2 separate regions of the Mus musculus genome follow, and region 2 is linked to region 1. The links are chromatin contacts, called in public HiChIP or PLAC-seq maps. All regions are on one chromosome and are shown on one strand. The core of a region is the stretch at or near the end of the contact, and the rest is flanking DNA. Distances in the headings are between cores, read along the strand shown. Region 1 has its middle 25 kb from the start of Gm38730. Region 2 overlaps Sdk1 (sidekick cell adhesion molecule 1).

Region 1 (6,819 bases), core at 3,846-6,345:
ACAAACACACATAAATATACATATAAACCAATATACATATATGCACAAATATACATATATACACACAAGCACACATGTAAAATACATGTATACAAACACATATATACACACATACACAATACACACATGCAAAATACATATACATATATACACACATACATACACATATACACATTTACACAAACATACATGTTTTAGGTATGAAAGAAACAAGGCTTTAAAATATGTAGGTTGTTGTTGGTGAAGATGTAGCAGGATCTGTTTGGAGGCTTGATCAGGAAGTTGAGACTGCCTCTCTATCAGCTGCTTGCTGGGCAACAGCTATCTAAGAAGGGGTGTGGACTCAGGGTGCTTAACTACTTTTAGTTGCTATGGCAAAACACCATGACCTAAAGAGACCTGAGGAAGAAAAAGTTTATTTGGGCTTATGGCTTCGAGAGAGAGTCTTTAATGGCAGGGAGGCACAGCAGTAGATGGCATGAGTGGATTGCTTTCTGTCACACAGGAAGCTGAGAGTGAACTCTAAATGGCATGAGGCTCTAAACACTTCAGGTCTGCCTCCTCCAGCAAGGATGTACGTCCTACAGGTTGCCTAACCTCACCCAAAACAACACTGCCAGCCATGACCAAGTATCCAATACAGGAGCCATGGGGGGCATTTCTCAGTCAGCCTCTGCAGGTGCCATGGGTTGCCAAGGGGCTCATAGGTGAAGGCTTCTTACCCATTGTACCACCCCCAACTGGGGCAGCAGGGTCTCACAGAGGGCCACTGGGGTCGCCCACTGCTCACTGTGGCCCACCTCCTCCCTTAACAAGAGGCAGCTTCAGCCCAGATTGCCATTATTGAAACTTCCCTTGTTTGCTTTTCCTCGAAACATCAGGGTTTTTTTTTTTTTTTTTTTTTTTTTTTGCATTCATTCTCCGTCTTTAGCATATCGCTTTCCCATTTGCTTTTATTACAGGGTATGCTAATTGCTGTAGAGGAGGAAGACATTACATGGAGTGTGTACACACACATCCTCTAGTGGGTTCATTAAGTGTTAAATAATTAGGTTATTGGTGTTTTAAATGCTCTGTTATGCAAAAAAGAAATACTTTGTGGATAGTTAGACGGATGTTAGAGAGAGTGTTAGTGATTTTAGGAAATTGCTGGGAATTTTGAAAGAACTGGGAACATAGTATGGGATCTTCCCACTTAAAAGGTGCAACATAGATATAGAGGCAGGAGGATAATAATTTATAGTAATAATTTCTAGGCCAACCTTGGCTTCAGAGGAAAATCCTGTCTTGAAAATTTGAGAACTGGAGATGTAGCTCAGTGGTTGGACACCTGTCAAGAACAGTACAGCAAGGGGCTGGGGTGGGGCTCAGTGGTAGAGCCCCTGCCTAGAATCCCCCAGTGAGGGGCTGGGGGGCGTGGCTCAGTGGTAGAGCCCCTGCCTAGAATCCCCCAGTGAGGGGCTGGGGGGCGTGGCTCAGTGGTAGAGCCCCTGCCTAGAATCCCCCAGTGAGGGGCTGGGGGGCGTGGCTCAGTGGTAGAGCCCCTGCCTAGAATCCCCCAGTGAGGGGCTGGGGGGCGTGGCTCAGTGGTAGAGCCCCTGCCTAGAATCCCCCAGGGAGGGGCTGGGGGCGTGGCTCAGTGGTAGAGCACCTGCCTAGAATCCCCCAGTGAGGGGCTGGGGGCGGGGCTCAGTGGTAGAGCCCCTGCCTAGAATCCCCCAGTGAGGGGCTGGGGGCGGGGCTCAGTGGTAGAGCCCCTGCCTAGAATCCCCCAGTGAGGGGCTGGGGGCGTGGCTCAGTGGTAGAGCCCCTGCCTAGAATCCCCCAGTGAGGGGCTGGGGGCGTGGCTCAGTGGTAGACCACTTGCCTTGCATGCGCATGGCCTGAAGTTTAATCTCTAGGAGAACCTTACCACCACAACCAAGATGGAAAATAGTTTTTCATATTGGTTTATCTCTGTGCTGCAGAATTTTTCTTTGCTCTTTTAAATGGCTACATAATATTTCATGGCATGGATGAATCAAAAAGTCAATGATTGAGTCCAGAATGAATCCTGTCACTTAGTCTCCTGAGGAAACCTTGCTTTCTCTCTATCCTCCGCCCCAGCAGTAAACAACCCTAAAACATCACTGAAGCCTGTCTATGATTTCCTGTCAAATTGCTACAGGGCTGTAAGGACTCCTTTCTCCTAGTCCCACAGATTGTAGCAATATATACAGGAAACAGCTCCCATCTGAGCATGCTGTGTGTCCTTGAGTTTATACTAGTACAAGTAAGATTGCCTGTAGTGGGGTGGCTTGTTCAAAGGATACACATTTAAAATTTCAATAGATATTTTAAAGGTTAATTTGGCTAAAAGGTCACAACAATTCACACCCAAGACCCAGATGACAGAGAATCTGGCTTCCCACAGTCTGGCTAGCACCAGAAGGTTTCAGCACTTGCAATCAACAATGAAAGATGGCAATCCCATCATTAGCATCAGTTTTACTTCCCAGGCTGCTTGTGTGACTGAGCCCCTCTGCCAAGCTTGCTAGGTCATTCTGATGATCGTCTGTGAACTGTCTGCTTGTCTTTTCAGATGCTCTGACCCGACGCCTCTATTGACCTGAGACCTCTATTTTCCCATTCATGAAATGGGGACAATAGTAAGGTTTATGAATATTTAATAATTCAAAGAACACTGTATCTAATAGCAGTGGGTACACTGTAATCCCAATAACTCACGGATAGAGGGAGAAGGATCCTGAGTTTAAGACCAGCCTTGGCTACATAGCAAGAATCTTTCGCAAAACAAGAAAACTTTTGAAGCCATCATTATTTTGACATACTGGGTGCCAGTATGGGTCAAATGTGTTAATCACTTAAGTTCCCAACCTCCTAATGCTGCAATCTTTTAATACAGTTAGTTCCTCATGTTGCGGGGACCCCCCCCCCCACATAAGATTATGCTATTGCTACTTCATAATTGTAATTTTGCTACTTTTTGAATCATAATGTTATCATCTAACATACAGGGTATCATATATGACCCACAGGTTGAAAACCTCTGACTTAGGACTTTTTTATTTGTTTGTTTTTTGAATGTGTCTTCCATACAGTAAGTAGCCTTGGGAAGAAAAGGTTCATATTAAGGTGAGAGAAAGATCTTATGGGCTGGATGATGTCAGGAGCCAGTGGCAATGAGAATTAGCATAGGCAACAACAGTCGTCAAGAACTGAGATCAGGGGTGGAGAGTTAGCTCAGCACTCAAGAGCACTTGCTGCTCTTCCAGAGGGCCAGAGTTCAACCCTAGGAGGCATGTTAAAAGGACAGGCGTGCTGGTTTGCACACTAGAACACCCAGCACCGGGCTGGAAGTGACAGGAGGGTGTCTGGAGCTGGCTGGCCAGCAGAAGACTGCTTCAGAAGACAGGTGGATGGTGTCTGCAGGAATGGCACCTGAGGTTGACCTTAGGCCACCAAGGACAGGCACCAGCATGCACATGTGGTCACCTTCCAGCCACACACAAAAGAACTAAGGCTGGGGATTGAAATTTGGGGGATTGGCAGGGGCAGGTGTAGGGTCAGGGCCAGGAACTTGGAGTTGCACAGACCGTGCACAGGAATGGGCCACCTTGTGTGTTTCAGTGAAATGGTGTAGCAATATTTTTATATATAAGTTCCAGTGCTGGGTTCCTGTTTAGTTCCCTAATGTTTAGTGTTCTTGAATGAAAGACACACACACACACACACACACACACACACACACACACACACACACAGCCTCTATATTTTGATACGCCTTAATCAGCTCAATGGCTGGGCCACTTCCTAACCTCCACGTGGTTAATCCACCTCTGCTGATAATCCGGAGTTATTACTTACTAAATCTTATATTCTATCTTGGCTGCTCTGGACCCAGTAGGCAGTCCTCTTGGGCTGCTCTACCCCAGCTCCTCACATAGTTACCATGCCTCTCTGTCCTGTACCCTCCTCAGGCATGGTGGATCTCTTCCTCCTTCTCACTCTCCAGGCATGGCAAATCTCCTTCTTCCTTCCCTTTCTCCATCCCAATCTAGAACATTTCTTGAGTCCCCCCCCCCCCTTTGTCTGCCCTGCCCAGCCATTGGCTGCTGGCATCTTTATTTACCAATCAGAACCAACTGGGGGGCAGGGACCCTCAGCGTCTTAAGTGCAGTCTTAAGTGTGAGCAGTTTTGGGGAACATAATTAGTATTTGTAATACAAGCAGCTACAAAGAGGGAGCAATGATTTACCTGCACCTCAGTATTCAGAGGGTCTCACCAACCTGCCCACGGTCACACAGGACAAAAGCGGCAAGATGTAGAATGCGACCCAAAAAATATGACCTTAGTCCCTGGAGGCTCCTTTGTCCCATCTCTTTTGTCATGTGTGTTTCCATGTGTGCATGTTTATGTATGTATGAGTGTGTATGTACTCACATGTGGAGATATGGAAGCCAGGGATCAATGTCAGGTATCATTCCTCAGATAGTGTTCACCTTGTTTTCTGAGACAGAGGCTCTCACTGCCTTAGAAGCTCAGTTCTCCAAGTGTACTGGAGTGGCTGGGCAGGGAGCCCACCACCACCCCCCCACCCCCCGCCGCCAGTACTGTACTCCCTAAGTACATACCACCACTTTGACACGTGTTCTGGGGATCCCAGCTCAGCTCCCCATGTTTGTGTAGCCCACTGAACCGTCTGTCTCCATAGCCCCATGCCCCTCCACTCCCCTTGGTTTGCTTGGCTGAGTTTTGAGACCAGTCTTGTGGAGCCCAGCCTGTCTTGAAACTTACTCTGTAGCCCAGGCTAGATCCTGCTGTACCTGACTTCACATGGCAAATGCAGGGGTTATAAGGAGGAATTCTACATGCCCCAGTCTTTGTTAGAAACGGAACCAAACTGCTTTCCAGGTGGGCTCTGCCCTTATGAGAAACCCACCACTCTGTCAGGTGTGAGACCCAGCGTTCGCCATCTCTCGATTTCTCTGCTGAGTTTCAGGAAGAAAGCGGGAAGCTTCCCAAAGCTATTGTGTGTCCTGCGTTTCCCTCTGAAGCAGGAGTCGCATGCATTACCACGCCAATTATGGCAGAAATGAACCAAAGTGCCAAGTTTCAGCAGGAAGCCATTCATCTGCAGGTGCCTGTCATTAGGGGAGCTGGGGACGCTGGACGTTTGTGGGCGCAGCCGGTTCTAACTTTGTGTTCAGAAACAAACAATGTGGGCTTCTCTCTTGCTGTCACTCATGCTAACGCTAATGCGTACGTGTCTATCTCAATGTTGTAATCTGGTATAACTATTTTAAATAAATCAGTAACACCTTCCCTCGGCAGCAGAATAGAAATGAACTTTTCCCTGTGAAAATAAAATAAGAATTTTATTTATTATTATTATTTTTATCGAGACTGGCAAAACTCTTGAAAAGCAGCCATAAAAGGTGATTGGTTGCCTCTCTTCTTTCTTTCTGTCCATTTTCTTCCATTCTTTCTTTTTGAGTATAAACAATTCACCTCTCATATCCAGCCCTGAACAGGAATTGAACAAATAAACAGAATACGGTAGGATTGCGTAGCTCTGCCTTAGAAAGCCCCATTCATGGGGCTGACGAGATGGCTGAGTGAGAAAGCATTCGGTGTGCAAGCAGGAGGACCTGGATCTCCAGCATCTGAATACAAAATTAGGCATGAGGAGGTGGAGGCAGGGGGACTCCCTGGCCGGCCAGCTTAGCTGATGTGGCAGAGAAGTACCATGGTCAGTGAGAAACTCTGTTTCAGCAATATGGAAATCGACAGAGACAGAAGACATCAACCTGTGGCCTCTACTTGTGTATACATGGGCAAGCAAATCCACATAGGCACATGTACACACATGTTCACAAACACACACCACACAGAGGTATATACGATTTAAAAATTTTCAATTTTAAGAAAGAAGCTAGAATCTAGTCTGTCAGGCTGGAGGACCTGGTTGATTATGAATGGAACAGGAGGGGTCAAGTGCCTGGAAGTTATTTTTCCTTGTGGACAGTGGTTATGCACATAGGAACGTGTGCATGTGTGTGACACATGTGCATTGTAAGGTTTTGATGTAGCATCTGCATCAATCAGCACCAAGTCAGGAATGTTTCCACCACAGGAAATCGGATCTGACATCTCAGTCTTGAGCTAGAGAGATCCCTGTCTTTTCTCACCTGCCTGGGTTCTAGAGCTTTTCTGTGCCTTGCCCGTGAATCGTGCATGAATATCTGAACATATCTTGAATGACCAGGCAGGACACTAGGGGAGTCTGTTCCACAGCCTACAATTTGATAAACAGACCCCACACAAACTGGTTATTCTAATGTAGGGGGAGTTGACCCATGCAAAACAATTCAGCATCTTCAAAGACAGAGAAGGTTGGATATGTATTTCAGCTTAGAGACCTGTCTAGAGTCCCCCAGTGAGGGGCTGGGGTGTGGCTCAGTGGTAGAACCCCTGCCTAGAATCCCCCAGTGAGGGGCTGGGGTGTGGCTCAGTGGTAGAGCCCCTGCCTAGAATCCCCCAGTGAGGGGCTAGGGGGCGTGGCTCAGTGGTAGGCCCCTGCCTAGAATCCCCCAGGGAGGGGCTGGGGGCGTGGCTCAGTGGTAGAGCCCCTGCCTAGAATCCCCCAGTGAGGGGCTGGGGGCGTGGCTCAGTGGTAGAGCCCCTGCCTAGAATCCCCCAGTGAGGGGCTGGGGCGTGGCTCAGTGGTAGAGCCCCTGCCTAGAATCCCCCAGTGAAGGACTCAGCACATAAAGGCCCTGAATTCTGTTCCCAGTGCTGCATAGGTGCATAGGAGG
Region 2 (6,913 bases), core at 2,819-5,318, 530 kb after region 1:
ATGAGCTCGCCTCCTGCTTTTGATCATTGCTCCCATGGCTTCAGGTGGTTTTGCTCATTTATTTAGAAGCCCAGCTTTCAATTTGAAATAACACGGGCTTGTGTGGGTTTGGGTAGAGGTAGGGAGAAGTGTCAAATATCAGGATAGTGAAAGAACAGAATAGTCAGGATTTTCTTTTGGATTGGATGTGGGATTTAAGAGATGGAGAAAAACCCAGGCAGATCTGGCAGGATGGTGTTACTATTTCCAGAAGCAGGCAGAAGATTTTACTTCTAGGAGAAGCAGGTTTGCATGTATTCTTTGTATGGCTGTGAGTGTGTGTGTGTGTGTGTGTGTGTGTGTGTGTGTGTGTGTGTGCAAGAGGGGGGCAATGTGAGTTTGTGCATGGTTGTATTTGTGATTGTGGGTATATGAATATGTGTGTATGTGTGTGTGAGCATGTGTCTGAATGTGTATGTGTGGGAGTTTGTGTGTATGTGAGAGAGTGTGTGAATTTGTGATTGTGTGTGTGTGTGTATGTGTGTGTGTGTGAGTGAGTATTTGTGGGAGGTGTGGGGATATATGAGTATTATATGTGTGAGTGGGGGGGGATGGGGTAAGTGTATGTATATTTGTGTATATGTGTGCATGTGTGTGTATTGAGAGTAGTGGGTTCTTCAATTCTTTTTGGACAGTTACAATCACAGCCGATGATTAGATAGCTGCATATATTAGATGCAAGGTCAGTGGGGAGGTCTAGGTTGAACTTGGCCTATTAATCTCTTTGCAAACCTATGAAATACATGGAGCAGTAGGCCAAGGCCTGGGAGTTGCAATGTATCAGCTGGTACTTGGCCACAGAGGTTAGCTTTGGTTTCCTTTCTCTCTCTCTCTGCATAGAAAAATATTCTTTTAGTATGCACAGAATGGCAGAGGAAAGCATTGTAAAGTAACAAGTGCCCAAGGCCCAGGGAACATGGGGCAAACCAAGAGCTTAATGATAGCCCAAGGATACCAAAGCCTTCATTGCTGGAGCTTATAAATGCACAGCTCACACAGCAATGGACAGAAATGTTGCAAAAACAATGAAGAATTGATATAGACAGGAAGAAGGATGGAAGGGCAGAGAGAGTCTCTGTAACTAGCATGGCCATTAGTACCTGAAGCTGAGTGCTGTCTCGCACCCAAATACTGGAGGCTCCTTTCTTTACCTGTCCTCAGGCTGTAACCATGAGACTCCCATTCCAGAACCCATGACCTGAGCCTTCCCAGGGACCTTGATCTCATTTTCCTCAGCTTCAGTAGAGGCTACCCATCTCTCCTGTTATACAGGAAATGAAGATAGCCAAGAGGATTCATTGTAACTATCTTGTAGTCGTCCTGTTTAGAGCTGGGGGGCAGGGGGGGAGGCTCCTTAAATCATCCTTTTAAGATTGATGGTTTTAGTCAGAACTCTCATAGAAAAGGAGACACACGCCAAGTGGTGGTGGCCTTTCATCCCAGCACTCAGGAGACAGAGGCAGACAGATCTCTGTGAGTTCAATGCCAGCCTGGTCTACAGAGCAAATTCCAGGGCAGCCAGGGCTACAGAGAGAAACCTTGTTTTGAACCACCACCCCCAAAAGAAGAGGAGACACTAAGATTAGCACCCCAATAATTCTGTCTTCTATTAATCCTTCTAGTCTCTAGTTCCTTTCTACTTGGGTGTTTTGTAACCACATCCCCCAGGGTGATAACTACTGAAAGCACATGTCTCTCCATAATTGTGTAGCCGGATATATAAGGCAGCACGTTAGTCCTGGAGGGCTGAATGGATGGGAGGTTGTCACGACATGTCAGGTGGCATCTCCACTTCCCCAGAGGGAGGGGAGTGGCATAACAGCAACACGCTGCACAGCCAATGACTGTTGACATAGAAAACCAGCTCGGAAAGGCAGATGATGTTCTGAAAGCACGGAGGATAAGCTACACTGGGAAATTTGAATAGATGATTATGGGTTTTATGTATCTGAGAAGATATTAAAAAAAAACAGGCAAATTTATTCTTTTGATTTACTGAATCCAAACAGTTAATTTGCTGTCTTCTCATGTCAGAGTTGAAGACAGCTTTGTCTTATTAATGTAGTCTAAGTCGAAAACAGAAAGTCCTCCGTGTTATCCTGGCTTAGATCTATTTTCTTCCCCTCCTTTTATTTCTCAGGCTTTGAAATGTGAATCTGGACGGCATGCAGCTTTTCTCCTACCCCCGGGAGGTAATTCATGCCGGCAGTTATCAGATTAGGATGCAAAAACTTGGTGTGTACAGCACCATTCTTTTGCTTAATTGCGGGTTTCTGTGCTCAGATTGCATCCTGTAGTCTACCTGACAGGAATGTGTGAGCACAGGCATCCCCACACATGTTCTCCTGGAAATGTGAAGTTTGTAGATTGAATATTTCAAAACTCCAGCCGGCTTTTCGATAGACGGCTTGCCAGTAACGATCCGGACTGTGAAGTATGGGCAATAAACAGCATCCCAGGTGACATACAAACAGCCGGGCTCATAATTGTCCACGCTTAAATACTCAGGCATCCATTAACTTATTACCATTTCATTTCCGCTGCTCCAAGAAAGATCTGTTGAAATTAGCACTTGTGTTGGGAGCCACAACTCAGTGCTCGCATGAAGTAGATCTGGTTGTAATAATATTTTTATAGTTAACCGAGCTTTCAAAATAATGTGCTTTAAAAATTTTTATATTATGTTTTATGGGCATTTTGTGACTGTTTATAGAACATATCTATACTTGTGAAGTGAGCCTTACTTAGCATGAGTCAAGCTGGCTAGAATATGGGGGCGCCAGCCCAGGTTCTAGTCTTGAGCAACTTACTTTTCTCCACTTTACCCCACTGGTTCTTGTTCTTAAAACTTAGGAGAGTACAAGGGAAGTGTTTATAAGTCCATTTTCTGTGCTTATATTTGGCGGTGTTGATAGGAAGACTGGAGCCCACGGCCACACCCACTGCCTCTCTCTGCACCTCCCTCCTGTCTTTCTCCTTCTCTTTGTCCCCCTCTCCCTCTTAGCTCTGCTCTTCCCTTCCCTGAGTTCTTAGATACTGAATACCTGCCCAATGCTGAGCACCAGTCTGGTAGGTCAGCGCCAAGAGGAGAGCAAGGCATCAAACGTGCTGCCATTAGTAAGGCGGGCAATGTTCTCACGTGGGAGCAGCATGTAGGAAGGGATGCTAAGGGTGCCCTGACCAAGGAGGGACAATGGAGCTCTGGTCCAGGGAGAGGGCTCCTTGGAATTGAGTATTAATATTTGGGGAGATTCCCTCAGTTGATTATGTGCTTGCTTTGCAAACATGAGGACCAGGGTTCAATTCCCAGAATGCACCTTAAAAACATAAAATAAAAACAAGGCTTGTATCCCTGTGCTGTGAAGGTAGAGACTGGAAGACTCCTGGAGGTCACTGACTGGTCAGCCTAGCCTGCTTGGAGAACTCCAGGCCAGTGAGAAACCCTGACCCAAAGAGCAAGGTAGACAGCTCTTGAGGAACTACACCAAACACAACAAAAATTGTCTGTTGGTCCACACACACCATGCATGCATGAATGTACATCCATTTGTGTACACACACACACACACACACACACACACACACTTATTCAAATAAATGTCAGACACTTTTGAGTTATAATTTGGCTAATATAAAGTACATAGATTTTCAGCCCATGGGTGGGTGAATTTTTGCAACTGTGCCCACCGATTTATTCTCCCCTGTTCAAGTGGAGCAAGCGCCTCGTGCCTTCTCCTCTAGCTCCCCTTCCCAACTAATCTAATTACCATAGACTGCTGATTGTTTCTTATTCTAGACTTTCATATAAATGGAATCATTGAATATGAAATCCTTTGTGTCTGGCTTCATTCATTCAACCTAATTTCTATGATAGTCTCAATATGACATTTAATAATAATAATAATTAGCAATTTTGGAGTTGCCAGGCAGTGTTTTAAGTGTTTTATTTATAATGAGTCATTTAATCCTCACAGCGGCCAGTGAGTGAGGACTGCGATTATCCCAAATTTACTGGTGAGAAGGAAGGCGGGCAGAGGCCAACAGCCAGGCAACGCTGGCACTGTTGGATCGCAGAGTCCCCCACTCTGTGCTGTGCTGGCTCTCAGGATGATGTCTGCAGCTGAGGAGCACCAGCCATGCACAGACCCAAAGGATGGATGCTCGGATGCAGGGAGTAGCTTGATGTGTTTGCGAAAATGCCAGTTATGAGGAAGGAACAGGCAGAGGTAGAGAGGAGACCCCCACGGAAATCCTACAGACCCCAGAATCTGAAAATAAGTAATAATTTCATTATGTATCCAATATAAAGTCCTTAGAAGAGGAACACTCCTTTGTTTTGAAAAAAAATGAATGTGGCAAAATCTATATAACATGAAATTTAGTATTTTAACCACTTTTTGTTCATGTGCCTTTATATGGTATATGTGTATCTGATGTATGTGCACATGTGTGAGGATACATGGGTAGCAGCCAAGGAGGATGCTGTGAATCCTATCACTCTCTGCTTATTCCCTTATTTCCAGCATCTCGCACTGAGCATGGAGCTAGGCTGACAGCTAGCAAAGCTGCAGCAATCTTCCTGCCTCCACCCCCACCAGCACTGAGGTGGTTACAGTTGTTCCTGTGGCCTTGCCCAGCTTTTTTCCATAGGTGCTGAGATTTTTCTGCTTCATGGTATTGTCACGGTGTGAATGGTTGGGTTGCTATTGTAGTGTGTGAGTGTTGTGTGAATACACCAGCTTCTGTATGATTGACACTCTGTCGATAGATATCTGGGTTGTATCCGGATTGGGGCCATTATGAGTACAGCCACTGTGAGCACTCTTGCATGAGGTTTTCTGTGAATGGGAGACTCACTTTTTCTGGAGCAGACACCCCAGAGCTAGTTGCGTGTTCCGTTTTTGGTTTTGTTGTTAAGGTGACAGCAGCCTCTCTCGCAGCCTGACTGTTCCATTTCATATTGACACCAGTGGTGTGTGCACAGTTACTTTCGCTGCTCCCCCTCTGACACCACAGCACATGCAGACTTACTTAATCTGCTGGTGTACAGTGTTGCTTCCGTTTTAGGTTTACTTTGTCCATTCTGAGAAATGTCTGATGGTGTCTCATTGGTGGTTTTTCTCTCCTCACTGAGCTTTTAATTTTCGTCTCCCTCAGTGGTGAGTGATGTTGAACACCCCTTCATGTGCTAATTAAAAAAAAAAAGCCAAACTCCTTGCAGTGCAAAATGTTTTCATTTATTTTAAAAGTCAACCGAAGGAGTGGAAAAGTAGCCTCTATGCAGCTAAGCTGAGAGAGATGATTGTTCTGGTAAATCTGAGGCAAACACTCAGATTAAGTGCAGAGATACAACTATGGAAACTGTGTAAGGGAGCTTGTATGAGATAGAAAGGTGGGGGTGCTCAGTCAATGTGTAGGAAATTCCAGAGGGAACAGAGAGTGAGGGTGACCTTGGGAGAGATCGCCACAGTGATCATTCCCGGAACGAATGCCCTTCAGAGTCAAAATGTCAAATAAGCTTCAAGAGGGAGCCATGCGAGTCAGCCTGGGCATAGCCTGGGTTAGCTGCCGAGCTTCAGAGCCAGAGGTCTTACAAGCAGCCCTATTTGGAATAGAGCCACTATGAGAAGCAAACTGCTCACGGTAACAGAGGAGACAAGGGCTAACACTTCCAGGGGCCAACTGACTCTGTGATGCGATAGCTCTGTGGAGTGACAAGCAGCCTTCACAGGTAAGGGGCAGGGGGGATGTCTTAAAGACATGACGTTGCCCAAAGACTTAAGACCAAGTGTGAGGATGAATACTGAACTTGAAGGAAGTATGCCATCAGAAATGTCTGTCTTACCTTTAATATTGTCTCTAAGCTAGAAAATGGATAATCATTTAAAGTACATATGTAACGATGCAGTGAGGATAGCAAGTTGAGATGACTTTGGGGCCCTTTATTGTGAATGCTTCAGAGAGCAACAGGTATCCACAGTGGGTACAGCCAAGGCAGGGGACTTGGTCATTTTGTTTTGATGTAGTGTGGTATATGTGTGCTGTGATGTATGCAGAGACATGCATACATGTGTGCTGGATGTCCTGCTTTGTCAGTCTCTGTTTTGTTCTCTTGCTTGTTTGTTTGGTTGATTGGTTTCTTTGCTAGGTCCTCCTGTTTCCATCCTCTCTAGTTCTGGGCTTGTGTGCAGTCACACCTGGGGTGGTTGTATTGCTCTCACCCAGCCTGCCTCTTGAGGTCTGTGCTTTAAAACCCTGCTGTGTGGTGAGAGGTGACTGAGATGGCCCCCTGCTGTGTGGTGAGAAGTGACTAAGATAGCCCCTGCTTTGTGTGGTGAGAGGTGGCTGAGATGGCCCCGAGGAGTCTTGTTCTCTTACAGACTGCCGGACAGTGTGGCAGAGGGTTGCCTTATAGACATTGTTGGATCAGATTGTGGGTTCTACCTCAAAGTGGACGGACACATTCTCCAGCGGGAGGTCAGTCTTATCCCAAGGTGCATAGGGAATAATGGAGGGTGCTAGTGACTCCTTGTGGCGAGGCTCCTGCTCAGCTGATGTGGCAGGCCACACTCAGGCAGCCATCCCTATGCAAACCAGTCAGCATGGGGAGGGGTGCTCTTCAATGGCTTGGTTCCGTTTGAGTTGGCAATGTAGTGTTTAACTTTAATGACAAGAGTTTAATATTCTATGTAGCGATTTTTCATTTGGAGTAAAATGCCACTTCATTTTACGGGAGCAGATCTACTGACAATAATGCATTTCTTTACAAATATTAGCCTATTATACATCTTAAGTCACTTGCACGTAATTGCATTTCACCAACTCCACATAATACTTTAATTAAAACTAGGATAATTAAAATACAGTTTTAATG

What was found. HiChIP or PLAC-seq counts read pairs in DNA pulled down with a chosen protein or histone mark.
Region 2: a contact with region 1 is called in an H3K27ac HiChIP or PLAC-seq map of VIP interneurons, with 6 times the contacts expected there. The contact joins two enhancer-like sites. A contact is called at or near these places in 1 of 39 promoter capture datasets (hippocampal neurons), 1 of 484 Hi-C or Micro-C datasets (embryonic stem cells), 2 of 115 datasets of contacts at active chromatin or transcription factors (VIP interneurons and embryonic stem cells) and 1 of 9 other capture datasets (embryonic stem cells).

What each region holds. Positions count from the first base shown.
Region 1 is chr5:141,086,771-141,093,589 of GRCm38.p6, forward strand. No RefSeq gene overlaps it. Among named protein-coding and RNA genes, the nearest start is that of Gm38730, 25 kb to the left of the region's middle. Within about 2 kb of position 5,096, at least 1 of the 459 cell types and tissues checked has an H3K27ac peak or open chromatin away from gene starts, as enhancers often do. A contact at or near this core is called in VIP interneurons, where this site is marked.
Region 2 is chr5:141,616,008-141,622,920 of GRCm38.p6, forward strand. All of the region lies in intron 4 of Sdk1 (sidekick cell adhesion molecule 1), which reads left to right. Among named protein-coding and RNA genes, the nearest start is that of Gm24131, 53 kb to the left of the region's middle. Within about 2 kb of position 4,069, at least 1 of the 459 cell types and tissues checked has an H3K27ac peak or open chromatin away from gene starts, as enhancers often do. A contact at or near this core is called in VIP interneurons, where this site is marked.